Regions from separate parts of the Sus scrofa genome. Here all the other regions are linked to region 2. Evidence: chromatin contacts called from public HiChIP or PLAC-seq and promoter capture Hi-C data. All regions are on one chromosome and are shown on one strand. Each heading gives the region's core, a stretch centred on a gene start, on an enhancer-like site or on the middle of the called end of the contact. The rest is flanking DNA. Distances are from core to core; before and after follow the strand shown.

Region 1 (3,629 bases), core at 82-2,581, 210 kb after region 2:
CCCCACTTAAGCAACCATTATTTCTTGCATGAATTATTGCAATTGCCTAACTGCCCTTCTCCCGTAAGAGCAAGAGGGGTGACTTTAAAAATAAGTCAGATCTCTCCCTCCAAAGGCTTTTAAAGGCATCAGATAAAGTCCAAGGTTCTTATAAAGCCTTTCCCACCACACCCTAATCGCATCTTTTTCTATTTTTGCCCACCACCTCTGACTGCAGTTTGCTGGATTCCTCAACCGGTCATCAGCACTGAGAAAGCAGGGGTTTTCCTTCGTTCACCTCAGCCTCCTCAATGTCTAGAACACTGCCTGGCACATAATAAATACAATATTTGTGGTATGGAGTAAAAGGTTGGGTGGCCAGGGAAGGATTCCTAAGGGGGCTGATGCTTGAGCTGGGACTGAAATGCCAAGGAGCCATCCATGCATACTTAAGGGTAGAAATCTTCAGGCAAAGGAATATAAATGCCTAAAGGGTGAACAAGCTTGCCTTACTGGAGGTACAGGAAGAAAGTAAGAATTGTTGGAGCATAGTGATAAAAGAGTAGGACCCTGTAGGTCAGGTTACTTTACATCGCAAAGTCATGAGAGAGTAGTAAAAAAGGAGTAACTGATTCCAGATCGGTTTTGAAAGTAGAGCTGATAAGGTTTACTGATAGTTCATTAGGTAGTAAGTAAGGAGCCAAGAATGACTCCTACCTACATTTTTGGATTAAGCAATCGGATGGATGCGTAAAAGTGAAGGAGCAATAGGTTAGGCTAGGTTAGGCTAGGAGAATGAAAGGTTCATTTCACGCGTGTGAAATTTCAAATGGCCATCGACAAAGCAGATAAGCAGCCGTGGTGTTCACCACAGAGGTCAGGGCGGAGAATATTCACATACACATAATGGAAGTATCCAATAACCACTGGAAACATTACTAAAGCGATCAACAACTCAGAGGGGCGAGAGGTCAGACGACGGTCAGAAGCTAACCGCAGAGCAGCAAGCTCAAGCTAGGCAGGGTCTTTCGGTCCCCAGAGCTGCTCGAGCGGCGCCGCTTCCCGCTTGGGCCCCACCCCGCGCGCCGGGCCTGGCCCAATCTCTCCTCCCAGCTTTCCCGAGTCGGCAGAGGCCCGGAAGTGGGAGAAAGATGAGCACGTACCCGCCAGTCCAGATCCTTTCTTAGATCTTTCTTCACCAAACCGTCTCCGCCTAGCAATTGTCACCTCTCACCACCCTTGCACCTCCAGCCCCCGCCCCTGTTTACGTAGGAAGGAACGCCGGGGACCTCACCTCGCCCCGGAAGTCTAGGCCGTTAGCGAAAGGGCCGCCGGGAAAACCACTGAGAGGCCCGGGGGGGAGTCTGAAGTGGAGGGAGTCTGAACTAGAGCGTCCCTCCTAGACCACCCCCGCCAAGGCGTGGCTCGCGGCCTGCGGGCTCCGGCCGCCTGGGGAGGCGGTGCTCTCCGCGTGGCCCCGGAAGGACTTCCCGCGGAGGCGGGCGAAGGAAGCAGCGGAGAGGCGGAGGCAGCCCGAGGGGGCGGTTGCGTGCGGACGAGGCGGCAGTGGCTTGGTGAGGTTCCAGACGCCGGCTCTCCGGGATCCGAGCCCGCCGAGCCCACCCGGCCACTTCTCCCCCTTGCGCTTCCGGGAGCCGTCGCGAGCGAGTGCGCCTGCGCGCGGGCCACTTCGTGAGCCTCGCCGCTGTCCTCGCGCCGGCCGGCTGCCCGACGGTTCCTGCCGCTCTTCCCGCCCGGCGTCTAGGCTCCGCCGCATACACAACGTGCGGCATGTCACGGCGGCGGCACAGCGACGAGAACGATGGTGAGTGCTCTGGGCCTGGCCGCCGAAGCCGCGCCCAGGTGGGGCCGAGGTTTGGCTTCTTCGGTCTTCAGGTCCTGAGCGAAGGGACGGGAAGCCCTTCCCCCAGGAACTTGCGGGGAGATGGGTGGCACAGCGGGAGTGTGGCTGGGCGACTGCTGGAAAGCTCGTGCTATCCCCCACCGCACCTCTTGAGTCGTCGGCGGAGGGGAGGCCTGGTGCACCCCTGGTCTCTAAGCACTCTTTAAGATAAGGTCCTTGGTACCGCCGAGCAGGGAAGTATATTTGTGTCTGTGCCGCTTCCCCTTAGAGACGGTGACCAGGACTCACTTGTCCCAGTGTCTCGTTTTGACCCTCAAACATCATGTATTAATGGCTCTCGGAAGGTGAGAGATCTGATGAATTGCAATCCCAGCTCTCCTGTGCGGGTCATCCGGGGTTTTGCCTTCTTTCAAACCACTGGGGAAGAAAAATCAGCTTCTTATCCGCACGCGAGAAGTCTTTAATAAATAGATATACGTAGGTCGTTATGTTAGATCTTGAATTGGTTGTAAGCTTATTTCTCTCGTTTAAGAAAAGAATGCCAGAAGACTCACTAGAGAGCTCGTAGAGGTTAGATCGGGGTTCCCATTTGGATATTTGCACTCATGGGGATCCTGGAATTGCCGTCATAGAAACCAGGAATAATTTAGCTAGTTAAAAATAGGAAACGATGCTTACATTAAAAAAACAACAGTCAAGAATACACATCTAGAAAAGCAAAAAGAAACTAAAAATAATTTAGTTATTAATACTTGAAAATAGTGTTGTAAAGTGGTTAAGAGGCCAGACTTTGGAGACAGAGGGTTTAAGTTCAAAGTTAGACCTTGCCATTTATTTTGTGATCTTGCCCAGATTATATCACCTCTTTAAACCTTAGTCTGTAGTATTGGATTAATGATACATGCCTGTTCTTGGTTTTGTGAGGATTAACATATGTAACTAATTGCTCATGATGATATGTATTTTATCATCTGTTAATGCTTAAGAATTGATAAGCATTGGCAGATGTCAACGATGTAGGAAAAAAATACGGATCAAAAAGTTGGATTTAATTAATTTTCTCCACTTATATTTTTCTCTCCTTGAATGTTGGGGCACTCGAGGGTAGGAACCAAATCCCACCTACTTAATTTTAACAATGAAATATCAGTTTTCTGCTAGGACATGGCTTGAGAGGATAGTCTAGTCCAGTCTTGTCACCTGACACCTAAGGGTCTAGATTTAGTATAATTAATGGAGATGGCTGTGCCCAGACACAGGTGAAAGCAAATCCAAGGTTCTTTTTGCTACACATGTATAGTAGGCTGCATGCTTTGATTTTTTTTTTTTTAATCACAGGAGGCTTCTTGTATAATGTACATACAGAGCACAGAAAATAGTCTTCATGTGCTTTGCATTTGATTAATTAAAAACCTAAATCTCCTAGAAGTCATCACTTGGTATTTGGAGAACTTGAGTCTAAATTTAAAGTTGTTCCCATTTTCTTTGCTCTTCTTGTGCTTTTTTTTCTCTTCTCCCTTCTAGGGCATTCCTAAAAGGAGAGGGAGTGTTTCCAAAGGACAGCCTGGAGAATTCGATGTGAATATGTAGTTTGGTTATTGGGATGCTAGCATAACTTTCTTAGGAGTTAGCTTCTGGCAGCTAAAGCACTGTCCATTTGGGTCTTGCTGCAGGAACCTCAGAATAAATAAGACAAAAGAAAAGAAAATAAGGAGTTAATCAAAATCCAACTAGGAACCATGAGGTTGCGGGTTCCATCCCTGGCCTCTCTCAGTGGGTTAAGGAT
Region 2 (3,697 bases), core at 886-3,385:
CACTTAAAATATTTATTATATGTAAACTATTAATCAATGCAACTGATTTTTAAAAAAACTTACTGCAGAGCATCATTTATCCTTATAGATAGGCCAGTCCAAACATGGACTCCTTTTGCAAGGGCCTCAGACTTGGGGTCAACTCACATCATTTCATGATTTATTTTACATATTGGACTTGGGAGTTTGTCCTAATTTCCTACTCCAACCGGCCATCTTTCAATTGGGAGCCGCTTTTTACATCTTTCCAATCTTAAATGTGAAGCCAGGGGATGTATGAGCACTGCAGAGTCCAAATTGAATCTGGTTGTGTATTAGGTTTATTAAGTCCAATGCAGTGTTTGGAGCAGAATGGAGGGGAGAGAAGGAAAAGAGATATCTGAAATAGACTGAAATACAGCAGTGGGGATGAAAAAATTGCCAAGGAGAGACATTTGGGCAGATTTAGTCAGGGACTAGATGTGGGCATAAAAAAGAGAGCAGTGTTCAGAGAAGACGTTGAACGGTTTCCCATTGCCTTTGAAAAAAAGCCCAAACTCCTAAGCATGGCTATCAGGCCTTCCAGAGTCTGTTTCCAATCTCCATCTTCATTGCCCACTACCTCTTTTCACTGAATCTAAAGCTCCTCAAGCACAGGCTTGTGCCTTAACATAGTAGGCACTCTATTAATAGCAGTTGTTCTGTACAGGGTAGTTGTATGTACAAATATACAAATGTCCATTCGCCTACTGATGGAGGTCTGTGTTATTCTCCTGTTTGGCTGTTACAAACAAAACTGCTATGAATATTCTTGTCCAGGTCATTATGTGGACGTATGTTTTCATTTCCCTTGGGTAAATGCTGGGAATGGAATAGCTGGGTCATATGGTAGGTTTCATACACCCATACAATGGAATACTACTCAGAAATGAAAAGACTTGAACTCTTGGTGCACACAGCAATATGGATGAATCTCAACATGCTTCTGCTGAGTGAAAGAGGCTGGATTCCCCCCCCCCCAAAAAAGACAGCACATATATGATTCTGTTTATATAAAATTCTAGAAAAAACAAACTAATCTATAGCTACAGAAAACAAAGCTGCAGTTGATAAGGCAAGGGACAGAGGCACATGAGGTGAGGATTATAAACGTGCATGAGAAAACTCTTTTGGGGAGACAGATATGTTCATTATTTTTACAGCAGTGCTAGTTTCACAGCTGTATACACATGTCAAAACATCATAGTGTACATTTTAAACATGGGTAGCATGTCAATTATACTTTAATAAAGCTGTAAAAAATACTGTTTGAATAAATAGTAGGCCCTCAGTAAAGGCATATAGAATGAATGCAGCAAAGTGTTTATAGTTGGTTTAAGGAATACAAACCAATATGCCCAATAAATGTTGGTAGAATTAATGTGCAGAAAAAAAAGTGAATACTAGGTGTTCAGTAATTTTATAACAAATGAATGAATAAATGAATTTGAGAAATGTTTATGTCAGCCTACCCTGTGCCAGGGACTATTCTTGGTTCTGGGAATAGATTACGGAACAAAACAAAGATCCCTGAGCTCATAGAGTTTTAATCTGAGGAGGACAGTAGACAACGAAAAGGTAAGTAAAACACATAGAGTGTGCTACCCGGGTGCTAAGGAGAGAGAAAGGTGAGAAGGCGTTGGGACAGGGAATGTTAGCGAAGGAGAAGACATTTTTGAGAAGGTGGCTCCTCCTCGAAAGGGTAACCCTTGAGAAAAGACCGAAAGGAAATGAGCGGACCAGGTGGGTGTCTGAGAGAATAAAAAGTAACTGCCCCAGAAACGAAGAAAAGACTGAGCGAGAGCTGAATGAGACATCTGACGGGTACGCGAATGCAATAGCAGGCGCACACATGTGCTGGTGAAGTGGGCTGGGTCCCGGGTCTTCCCGGCCCGCCCGTTCTTGCATCGTCCACGTGGAGGCGCTCCTGCGCCCGCCCTGCCGTCGTCTTCCGCCGACGGCCCGTGCGTGGGCACGCGCAGAAACCGCTAGGCGGCGTCGGTTTCCCTTCCCACGCGCGGACGCCGGCGTGGGCGGACGCGGCCGGGGTGCCCGCGCGTGCGCAGAGCCGAAGCCGGGCTGCCCTCGGGGAGGGGCGGAGCGGGGCGGGGCCGAGCAGGGCGGGGCGGGGGCTTGAGGTGATTCCCGAGCCGCGGCGGCGGCGGCGGCGGCAGCGGCGGCTCCGGCCGTGCTGGGGAAACCGAAAGTGGGCGGTGGCTGCGGCTGTGGCCCTGGCGGAGACGGCGGCGAGAGCCGGGCCCAGAGGCGCGGGGACGGGCCGCAGGCCCCCAGAACGAGGTGAGCGCAGGTCCCGCCGGCTGCAGAAACGACAGGTGCCGGGCGAGGTTTGGCGAGGTTTCAGGCTGGCACAACGCACCTGGGTCGCTAGCGGAACAGTGGCCCGAGCGGGACTCGAATGGACCCCGGGCCTCTTCCCTGCAGCCGCAGAGGATGCCCCGGTCTCCACCCAGGAAAGCGGGCTGGGCTCCAGGGAGTTGGAGTTCCAGAGCGTTGTGTTGTAAATCTTTGATGGGACCCCTCCCCCGACCGCTCGGGGCTGTCTGGGCGTTCACCCCTGGGGAGTCGGACGGACCCCTGACGCCTGGGAAACTCAGTGCAGTGGGGAAATGCAGCAGGGGGGTGTGGACAGGGGGCGGGAGATGATGACCAGGAAGTGGTTCCTGGTACCGGCGCAGGGGCCCCCAGCCGCCCGCTTGGAGCAAGGGATAGCCGGGCCCCCTGGCTATTGAACTCCCGTATTTTACACCGTGAACTTTAAGTTCCTTAAAGGCACGGACCTCTCTTTACAGACCAGCCCTGCAAGCCGCTTAAGTAATGTAGGACACAAATAACTATCCGCTTCTCTTAAACCGCGAGCACCTGGTGGGTACAGAGCACCAAGTAAGGAGGGAAATATGAATCCAAGAGTGAGTTGTCTCTTTACTTTCGCCAGAACCCCCAACAGGGTCAGGTTCTCAGCCTCAGTTTAAGGGCTCGGAGCCCGCATGACTGTTCTGCTCAGATCTCCTTGAGGGGGTAGGTGCAGTACATTTCCATACATAACCAAGGGCACCACTCACTCCCAAACAATTTCAAAGAACTGGAAAGGGAAACAGCGATGTTAGAAAACGTCTTGGCCCCAAAGATTCCCGAAAGCCACCCTACAAAACGAAAACAAAAATACCACTGATCTGGGTCATCCCTCCTTCCCCACTTTCGTGCAGGTGGAAAATTTGCTGAAAAGTGCCCTGCCTTGTGATAGATGACAATTTAATGACCGAAGTGAAAATTAGACCCAAGTCCCTATTCCCCATCTGCTTTGATGTGCTGGTGTTGCATACTGTGCATAGTGGGAGCTTTGCAGACTTGGCTTCTGGGCTTCTCCACTTCGTAATTGTGTAAATTGAACAAATTACATAGTGTTTTTGAGCCTGGCTTTCTGTTTATCAATTGGAAATACTTAACTTTGCAAGGCTTTTGTGAAATAACTACTGTAGTCCCTTTGACTCATAGTAATAAAGAAGTGTTAACTCTTTTCCTTCCACCAGACTTCCCATATTTTACATAATTGTGTTTCACTCTCTTGGAGGCAGGGACATAACTTTAAGTTCTGTCTATCATATAAATTGGACCATGGTGGAGGTTTCTGCACGTTCACTCAACTGCCATTCAGGGAGCA
Region 3 (3,950 bases), core at 714-3,213, 180 kb after region 2:
TTCCTCACCATCCACCTTGCCCTGCCTCTTGCCCAGCCCTCAGCACAATCATCGGGCGTCTTGCAATGCCCTCCCTCAGGCCCTCCGGTTCCTCTAGCTCCTCCAGGGCGGCATCTCATGCAGCGTCATCCCAAAGCTTGTCCCAGCATCTGCCTAGAACCCTGCTCTCAGGTTAAACTCCCTGACATGACTTATAAGCCCTTAGGAATCAAAGCTGATACTTCCATGGTGCTTATTGTGTGCCAGGCACTGCTCTACAGCCTTACTAACTGCCATAATGTCACCAACAGCCAGGGGAGGCAGGTGCTGTTACCATCCCCATGCCACAGCCTAGAGACGTGGGTAAGATGACCCCTGTCCATGGGCGAAAGTGGGACTGAACTGGCAGTCTGGCCCGGAACCTGTGCTCCCCACCTCCTGGGTGAGGCCCTGCCAGACTCAACTCTCAACACCCTGACAAGCCATCCTCCTGCCTTATTAGTACCAACCAGTCCAGGTAGCTTGGGGGCCTCCTAGTGACCCAGGCAGAAGCCTCCCTTGAGAGGATTATTACTCCTAAAGCTTCCTGTACTTTCCCGTCTACCCCTTTATCATTTTATTTTATTTTATTTTATTTATTTATTTATTTTTTTTTTTTTATTTTCCCACTGTACAGCAAGGGGGTCAGGTTATCCTTACATGTATACATTGCAATTACAGTTTTCCCCCCACTCTTTCTTCTGTTGCAACATGAGTATCTAGACATAGTTCTCAATGCTATTCAGCAGGATCAAGATTCAGTGGGCAACTTAACCACCGACCTTGGAAGATGTGACCACTTCATCCATTGTGCCTCTCAGACTTGATGGAGATCTACCAGGGAACTTGCAGTATTTTATCAAACTTGATGTAGTTCTATCTTGGTCCCCCATTCATCTTTCTGATCCCTGTGCTTGGCACATCATAGGCACTCAGTAAGCGCTGAGGAATATAAATGAATATAAAATGCTCCCCCAAAGCAATATGGAGGTCTAAAGCCTGGTGCGAAGTGGAGGGAGTGCAAGACTTGGTTGGATTCCTTCCAGCTCTGACAACAGACAGTTGTCAGTTGTAATGATAAGCAATGCAGAGGAGTTTGCTTTGATGAAGTAAAAAACAGGCTGATTTGAAGGATAGTGGGAGCGTTGGCTTCTGCTCCCAGTTGTGTCTCCTATTCACTGTGACTTGAGGCAAGTTACTTCCCTCTCTTGGCCTCAATTACCTTCATTTTTATTTTATTTTATGTCTTTTTAGGGCCACACTTGCGGCACATGGAGGTTCCCAGGTTAGGGGATCTAATCAGAGCTGTTGCTGCCAGCCTACGCCAGAGCCACAGCAACGCCAGATCACAGCTCACTGCAACGCCAGATGCTTAACCCTCTGAGCAAGGCCAGGGATCGAACCTGCAACCTCATGGTTCCTAGTTGGATTTGTTTCTGCTGCACCACGACAGGAACTCCATCTTCATTTTTAAAATGGGGAAAATTAATTCCTGAGTAAGTGGATGCCTCTCCCTTCTCCCCATCCAGTTGCTGTAAAAGCTGATGCCAGGGGAACCCTACACAGGCATAGCCCAGCATACATGAGGGCGTGTAGGGGCATAAAGCACAGGATCCCTTTCTGTACCCTGGGCCATGGGCTGGGGACTCAGGTTCTTGTCCTGGCTCTTCTGCTCACTCTCAGGGACCCTGGCTCCCTTCTCTTCTCCAGGGGAAAGGAGCCAGTCCTCCTTGTGAGAATCAGATGAGATGTGGACCATATATAGAGCCTATATAGACAGGGACAATATAGACTGTTCCAAGGGAGCACTGAACTGCGGCTCACCAGCCTTGTTCCATCTGGTACCAGCTCTATTGCTTTGAGCAAGAAATGTACCCTGTCTGCCATAACGTGGCAATGCTAACAACACTGACACTCCAGGACTGCTGGAGGGGCGCCAATGAGGGGTTGAGAGTGAAAGGGGTGTGACGCTTGTACAGCTAACGGAGATAGAGCCAAGCCTGGCTCATGTAACCCCTTGGGTCGCTTTGGGCAAACCTCTTCTGCTCTCTGGGCTTTGGTTTTTGTTCTCCCACAGCTCTTGAGCATTCTGATGGTCTCCAGGAATCTGGCCAGACACAGTCCTCTCTCCAGGAGACTGCCGCTGATTTACATTAATTTTTCTTTCTGGGGGAGTGGAGAGGAGAGGAGGAGTTCAGGCAAAGTTTGAATTCTAGGCCCCAGAGTGGGCGGCCTGTGTGCTCCCGTGTCCCTCCGTGCCGGCTCCTAGCCACAGCCTGAGTGACACACCTTCCTGGTGGTTCTGCTTTGTACGCTCAGTGTCCCGCACAGGCCCATTCAGTTCTTGGTGCAGCTCATATGCATCTACCTGCTCGGCTCGGGAACTGGAAAACACTTCTAAGCATAGACACTTTTTTCTTCTCCCAATAGCTTCCTGCCTTTGCCACACCAGCAGCCCCCTTGACTGCACCTACTGGTTCTACAGAGGTCTTTGACCTTTCTCTTGTGGCTGACCTAGCTTACTGCTTGGTTTTCATCTGCAGGCACAGTCATTTGTTTCACACACTCTCTCTTCCTTGTTACAACAGAGGGGACCCCTACCCCTGGCCTGCTGGCAACCATCCCACTACCTGCAAGCTAATAACCTCAGCCTGCAACCCCCTGGCTTATGCTTCCCTCTTTACAACATTCAACTACGTTGTTATGTGAACAGTGTTTGGGCCTAGATTGTCTTGCCCTGGGAAAATGTCAAGGTTAACCCTAAGGAGACACAGATAATCCAGAGTAATTTTCAGGGCAGACACGGCTGTTTACACAGGCAGGCCAGGAGCTCTGAGAAGGCTGGGCGAAATGTTTCCAGCAGGTTAAGATTTCATTAAGATTGATTGAACTGAACTCTTATCTGAACCAAAGTAAGGATCTCCAACCACAGAGCCTCTGTACACAAAGGAAGAGAGCAGAATTGGATGAAGTGGGCTTTCTATCTGTGTGACTGGCGATATACAAGTAGTTCATGAACAAATCCACGCCAGTTAGAGACCCTCCTCAGTGACCACTCACAACTGTCCTTTAAGAACAACAGACTTGGTGGCTCAGCGGGTTGAGGATTTGGTCTTGTCATTGCTGTGGCTCTGGTTACAGCTGTGGTATGGATTCAATCTCTGGCCTAGGAACTTCCACACCAAAAAAAAAAGAAAAAAAAAATCAATCAAAAAACAACAGACTCCAGACTGTGCTAATGGAAGTTGGTGAGAAGCCTCCCAGCACTCAGCCATGGTGGTGGCTCCTGATGCACAGGGACAGCTGGTTCATGTCTCATCTTTCCTTTCCAGTGAGGAAGAGAAGGCTGGCAGACTTGACCGGGCCCATCATTCCCAAGTGCCGGAGTGGCATCTAGTGTGTGCGGGTGCTGACCACGCCTTTGAACTGGACGTGTCCTACTGATAAGCTGTGCTCTGCAGTGGAAACCGGAAGGCAAAGTGCCGGCACAGACCCTGCTGTGGTTCAGTTCTTTATGCACTAAGGTTTTAGGTTAGCTAGTGGTTGTAGTTGAAACTTTTATAAACTATGGTTAATGTGAAGTTTTTCTTTAGTCACAGAAGTTCAGTCTGGTTATTATTTAAAAACTAAGAAGCCCCTGAACCAGCAGATCTTACTGAAGACGATATTATAGCAGCAGTGACTTACCCCCTGGAGCCCCGTTTGGGTGGCCTTGCTGTGTGGTGTTTCAGGTGCATTTAAAATACGAGACATGAAAAAACAGCACCCTCTTCCATGTGGTTTAAAAGCGTTGTAAGATACTTTATTACAAATTTGATCTTAGCTCTCTAGAAAACGAGACAGATCAACATTCTTTATTAACACTCCTTTAAATTTTAAGAACCTCAAGATTAAGGTTGCCAAACTGATTTTTGGATCAAGAACACAATTTT

What was found. Promoter capture Hi-C pulls out the DNA fragments that hold promoters and counts their contacts. HiChIP or PLAC-seq counts read pairs in DNA pulled down with a chosen protein or histone mark.
Region 1: a promoter capture Hi-C map of liver shows a contact between it and region 2, with 5 times the contacts expected there. The contact joins the promoter of NCBP1 here to the promoter of TDRD7 in region 2. A contact is called at or near these places in 2 of 5 promoter capture datasets (fetal liver and liver), 10 of 47 Hi-C or Micro-C datasets (alveolar macrophages, embryonic fibroblasts, heart right ventricle and 3 more) and 2 of 2 datasets of contacts at active chromatin or transcription factors (alveolar macrophages and skeletal muscle).
Region 3: an H3K27ac HiChIP or PLAC-seq map of skeletal muscle shows a contact between it and region 2. The contact joins the enhancer-like site here to the promoter of TDRD7 in region 2. A contact is called at or near these places in 1 of 5 promoter capture datasets (liver), 14 of 47 Hi-C or Micro-C datasets (blood, brain, embryonic fibroblasts and 10 more) and 2 of 2 datasets of contacts at active chromatin or transcription factors (alveolar macrophages and skeletal muscle).

The regions. Positions count from the first base shown.
Region 1 is chr1:239,491,246-239,494,874 of Sscrofa11.1, forward strand. It overlaps NCBP1 (nuclear cap-binding protein subunit 1), which reads left to right and starts at 1,332. Exons shown (of 24, transcript XR_002336867.1): 1 at 1,332-1,804. It overlaps TSTD2 (thiosulfate sulfurtransferase/rhodanese-like domain-containing protein 2), which reads right to left and starts at 1,638. Exons shown (of 10, transcript XM_005660262.3): 1 at 1,274-1,638.
Region 2 is chr1:239,283,493-239,287,189 of Sscrofa11.1, forward strand. TDRD7 (tudor domain-containing protein 7) reads left to right here and starts at 2,136. Exons shown (of 17, transcript XM_001924680.5): 1 at 2,136-2,316.
Region 3 is chr1:239,462,793-239,466,742 of Sscrofa11.1, forward strand. TMOD1 (tropomodulin-1) reads left to right here. Exons shown (of 10, transcript XM_003353588.5): 10 at 3,351-3,950. The coding sequence ends at 3,415. TSTD2 (thiosulfate sulfurtransferase/rhodanese-like domain-containing protein 2) reads right to left here. Exons shown (of 10, transcript XM_005660262.3): 10 at 3,799-3,950. Among named protein-coding and RNA genes, the nearest start is that of NCBP1, 28 kb to the right of the region's middle. Within about 2 kb of position 1,964, at least 16 of the 83 cell types and tissues checked have an H3K27ac peak or open chromatin away from gene starts, as enhancers often do. A contact at or near this core is called in fetal skeletal muscle, omental adipose tissue and skeletal muscle, where this site is marked.